Regions from separate parts of the Capsicum annuum genome. Here region 1 is linked to region 2. A link is a contact called in public Hi-C data. All regions are on one chromosome and are shown on one strand. Each heading gives the region's core, a stretch centred on a gene start, on an enhancer-like site or on the middle of the called end of the contact. The rest is flanking DNA. Distances are from core to core; before and after follow the strand shown. Region 1 overlaps LOC124897557 (a long non-coding RNA gene). Region 2 has its middle 18 kb from the start of LOC107869618.

What was found. A called contact is a pair of places that touch in the nucleus more often than the background predicts.
Region 1: a Hi-C map of bud shows a contact between it and region 2, with 3 times the contacts expected there. The contact joins two enhancer-like sites. A contact is called at or near these places in 2 of 5 Hi-C or Micro-C datasets (bud and placenta).

The regions. Positions count from the first base shown.
Region 1 is chr4:178,432,210-178,434,909 of UCD10Xv1.1, reverse strand. LOC124897557 (a long non-coding RNA gene) reads left to right here. Exons shown (of 2, transcript XR_007054297.1): 2 at 1,627-1,815. Among protein-coding and RNA genes, the nearest start is that of LOC124897557, 4.1 kb to the left of the region's middle. Within about 2 kb of position 1,274, at least 4 of the 5 cell types and tissues checked have an H3K27ac peak or open chromatin away from gene starts, as enhancers often do. A contact at or near this core is called in bud, where this site is marked.
Region 2 is chr4:178,289,195-178,291,894 of UCD10Xv1.1, reverse strand. No RefSeq gene overlaps it. Among protein-coding and RNA genes, the nearest start is that of LOC107869618, 18 kb to the right of the region's middle. Within about 2 kb of position 1,449, at least 5 of the 5 cell types and tissues checked have an H3K27ac peak or open chromatin away from gene starts, as enhancers often do. A contact at or near this core is called in bud, where this site is marked.

The DNA of each region.
Region 1 (2,700 bases), core at 25-2,524, 140 kb before region 2:
GAAGTAGACCAGGTTTGTTAAAGGTAGACTCATCACAAAGAATGTCTCTCTGGCACAAGAACTGGTATGTCTCTCTGGCACAAGAACTGGTTCACAATATCAAGCACCATGATGGTTCAGGAAACCTTATTATCAAGCTTGATATGTCAAAAGCTTATGACCTGTTGTCCTGGACTTTTCTCATCAATACTATGAAAAAAAATTAGATTCTCAGATAAAGTAACTGGCCTTATTTATAGGATTATCTCCAATAAATGGTACTCCATTATTATAAATGATACCAGATATGGTTTCTTTGATTCATCAAGAGGTGTTAAGCAAGGAGATCTACTATCCCCTGATCTTTTTATTATTGCCACATAGGTGCTTTTAAAAAATCTTACTGAGCTCCATAACTCTCCAGGCTACAAAGGTTATGCTGTGAGCCAGAAGGGCCCTCAAATTAATCATTTGTGCTATGCGGATGATCTAATTTTATTTACCTCCAGGGATAAGCAATCAGTCAAAATGATTATGAGGGGACTAAATAGCTATCAACTTTCTTCTGGATAACAAATCAACAAGGAAAAAACTACATTCTATACCTATGGATGTTTTTATAGGAGATCTAAAAGAAGGCTGAGAAGGTGGACTAGTTTCAGAGACGCTGACTTTGCTTTCACTTATTTGGGATGCCCTTTGTACGTTGGAAAGAAATTGGTTGGTTATTTTGCAGATATGGCAACCAAAGTTCTAAATAAAGTTGCAGGATGGCAAGGCAACATGTTATCAGCAGGAGGGAGGCCCATTATTACTAAGCACATTTTTCAATCCCAAATCCTCTATAATATAGCCACTTTAGTCCCTCTAAAGACCAGTACTGATCAAATAGAAATGCATCTAACCAATTTCTTCTGGGGAACCAAAGAAGGAAAGAATAATTATCACTAGAGTTCATGGGATAACATGTGTTATCCATATAATGAAGAAGGTCTTAGTTTTAAGAAAATTCAGGACATAAGCAGGATTTTTTATGCCAAAAGATGGTGGAGATTCAGAAGTGATTCGTCTATCCTAACAAATTTTCTTAATGCTAAATATTCTCCTAGATCTAATTCCATCTCAAAAATTAAAAATTCTAAAGATTCGGCCAACTGGAGAGATTTGTTGGATATTAGAGAGATGATTGAACATAATACTTTCTGGAAGCTTAGAGAGGGTAAAGTACTCTTCTGGTGGGATCAATGGTTGAGCAATGATCCTTTTCACTAATTGCTTGTTCAAACTCACAAACCTAGCAATATTTTGGTCAAACAGTTTTACCAGCACAACACTTGGAATAAGGAAGCTCTTGAAATGACCGTCCCTAGACAGATAGTTGATGAGAATTGTCACCAAGATTGAAGAAGGTCATAGGGACATGCCTATTTGGAAGCTTGAATCCAACGAAAATTTCTCATGTGCATCAGCATATCAAGCCCTTAGACAAAAGAGACCTTTTTTTCCTCAACGAGATCTAGTTTGGAATAAAACAATTCCTTTTAAAATTTCTTTGCTAATGTGGAGGCTTCTTGAGAAGAAGCTCCCACTTGAAAATTCTTTAAGAAAATTTGGTACTACTTCTAATATGGATTGGGTTTGTTGCAGGGCTCCTATCAAGGAATCCTATAACCACTTATTTACAGATGGAGAAATGGCAAGAAGATCCTGACAATGGGTTTCAAGACCACTTGATATTGACTTCAATAGTCACAATATTATTCAAATTCTAGACAACTGATGGAAAGCTAATACCAACAATGTTGTTCACAATTTGATAATAATCGTTATGCCAAATATCGTGTGTTGGGTATTGTGGAAATCAAGGTGCTAAAAAAAATTCAACAATAAAACCATTTCTAGGGCATGGGTTTACAATAAGATTTTATTTCAAACCAAGATCGCCATTGCCAAAACATTTGGTAAAATAAATAATCAATGGGGATGGAAAAGAGTATGCAATATCGCCATGGATTACAGGCCAAGGTTGACCAGTTGTATAGTCAAATGGAATAAACATGATGAGGATCTAATTTTAAACAATGATGGAAACTACATGATTAGCACAGGGAGAGCTGGAGACGGAGGAATTATTAGGAGAGAAAATGGGAATATAGTAATGGTATTCGCTAATCCTATTCATTTCTTAACTAACAATTTTAGTGTGGTAAGTGCAGCCCTCTTCGGGGTCTCTTGGTGTTATGATCAAGGATATGATAATTTTAGAATGGAACTAGACTCTATGATTATAGTCCATATGATAAAAGGAACATGCAACATTCTTTAGAATCCGATCTCCATAATAGAAGAAATTCAATAAAGAGTCCAAGAAAGAGGTATACATGTTTCACATTGCTATAGGGAAGGAGACTCAGTAGCTGATGCACTAGCAAAATATGCTACTTTCCTTAATCAAGAAGTTGTTTTTAACAATGAAGATCAACTACCAAAGAAAGTAAAAGGGGCTTGTGTAATGGATAAACTAAACATGCCATATTTCAGAATAAAGGTCACCAAACACTTAAGTTGGCACTTTGACCCACCTTGAATAGGTTACATGCTTGGATCAAAATGTTGAAAACTCTGCTGCACGTAGAATAAAATTATTAAGCTTTCTTTAGCAAGATCTTTTTTCAGACCCTAAGAGTCACCACTTTTGTAAAAGGCTAGGTAGTTTAGATC
Region 2 (2,700 bases), core at 200-2,699:
ACTAGTTTTATATATATAAAAATAAAAAGTAAAAAAAAAAATACATTACATGGAATAAAAAGAAAAAACAGAAAAAAAGCCAACACATTTAATCCTCATTGTTTGACTACTGACAAAATCTATCTAATCTCTGTTTTTCTTTCTTCCTCCATCATCTAACCTATCTCTAATCGAAGCACCCAAAAATGGATTCTGTTGTTTTCTATTCTTACTTTTCAATTATGGAAACTGTAGGTAGTTATGAAATTCGTTATGGTTCAATTATTATAATCAAACAAACTAAATATAAACGAAAACACAAAGAAGAAAGAACTCATCAGAAAGCAGAGAAAGAGGAATGACGTAGGGAGAAATGAAAAATGAGACGGATGAAGCTGAAAATGTACACATTTCTCGGAAAAAATAAAAAGTACAGACTACGTATATCTCTGATCAGCACACACATACAGATTTTTTGATAGAAAAAACAGCCTCAATTTAGGTTATATTAACAAAAATGCCCTTTGTCGTCTCAATGAACCTTCACTTATTATATAGTGTAAGTAAATGTAAAAATAGAAATTACAAACCCTAATTCATTTGGGGACTCTGCCTATAGCATCGTTATTCAAACACTAAATTCAATTCCACTATCTACAACATCGTGACTCAGAGATTCAAAGACATAAATGTTCAAATCAGAGATTTCAAGAGACAAACGTTCAAAGCAAAGTAAAGCACAATCTCCAATGATGATTATGGATGCTATAGAATTTACAAAAGAAAAATAATTGAGGTGCACAATGAACTTACACTTATGGAGGAATTGTCTTTACCTTAATCAGTTTACCAATTAAAAAAAGATTTGTTGGAAATGATGAAATATAACTATCCCAATTCAAAGTCGTTCTACACTTTTTCACTCCCCAATTGGATTATCTTAAAGATTTTTGATATGTTCCTTTGTTTTTTAATTCTATTTACATTGAAAAAAATTATTTGAAAAAGATTGTTAATTAATTCTTATTTTTTTAACAGTTCTCATGCAATTGTATTCAGTGCTATTCGAACAAAATGTATTACCTGTAATGATATAATTTATCATGAAAGTAATGATACGACTACATTGCATGTCTATAAATATCTTAACAAAGGGTGTTCGAGTTTATACTGTCGCGATGACATATATTATGATATAGATCTGTTTCCTAGAGAAATCTTCACCAATTAAAAAAATCCAACATTCTAATCTGAAACATATACTTTGAGTAATTTTAAATTATAATTCTTTTTGAATTAGAAGAGTACTAACTATTTTCTATTTTTTTCTTTAGAGGTAATAAAAAAAAATTTAATACCCGACCACTTGTGGTCTTTTTTTTAAAAATTCTGTAATACCCGACCCAATCCAATCATAATCCGACCTAGCCCATCTTAATTATCCTTTTTTTCTTCTTAATTATCTTAGAAGCCCATACAACTCTCACCTCACTCTCAAACACCTCTCACCGATGGAAACAACACCGATGAAATAGATCCAGAGAATCCAATATTTTAACATAAATTTCCAATCCCTGCAAATTCTGTGAAAGCATTTTAGTGCAAATTTTCGGTCCCTGCAAATCCAGTTCGACGCTAAGTTTGTAATATAAATTTTCCCTTCGTATACTTTTTTATCTGTTAAAACCCCCCAACATTTTCCCCTTTAACGCTATTATTTGTAGTAAGTGAAGAAGAAAAGTTCACTAATGCATTCTTAGTATTCAACAAGTTAAGATTTGGTGCATTTTGCCTAATGGATTGACTTTTTCATTTATGCTTAAAGTTTGTTGTTGTTCATACTCTTGTTGTGAAATTGGGATTTAGCAAGGAGATTGAAAGAGTTATGGTGTGCGCAACGTAAAGTGTTTGATGAAATGCCTGAGAAGGATGTTGTTTGTTGGACTTGTTTGATTTCTGAGTGTGCAAAGTTTGGTTTGTCTGTGGAAGGTTTGTGTTTATTTTTGTGATGGTGAAGAAGAAGTTGATTCCTAAAAATGATACTATGATTAGTGTTTTACGATAGCATCAGATTTATGCCAATTGATTAGGTAGAAACACTAGGAAATTTGAAGAAGCTTCCTGGTTTGAATTTATTTTATTGGTCTTTGAAAGATAACAATGAATTTATGCATCATTTGGGACATAAATAGACGTTGTTGCTTTGAGGCGAGTTTTCTATATTTTGGTCAACTTTTATAATGTTGATGTAGTGTTAAGTGGCTAGAGCTCCCATCCCATACACAATTTGATTAATGCCAAATTTTGCAGTTGTCTTTAATAGAATTACTATTAATTTGAATTTTAAGTCAACTTCAATTACTAAGTTTTATAACAATTAATTTGAAAAATTAAGATATGCTTTGTTAGCAAATGATTTTGTGTTGCTTTTTAACAGAATTCGAATTAGGGAAAAAGGATTGCTTTGCTATTTTCGATGATCATTTGTCTCTTTCTCTTCAATTTTGGTCAAGCAAAGATAAGTTGATTTCTCTCTATTTTCTTATAGTAAAGTCTTTAAATGTAGTGTTAAGGTGAGATTATTTTATGTAGAAGGTTTTGAAAGTCATAGGTTTTGCGATGGATATGCGACGCCTCTACTTATTTGCTTTATTAAATTTGTTGAATTGTTTGATTTGAAAGCCATAGGTTTTGTGATGGACATGTGAATTAGTGACTTGA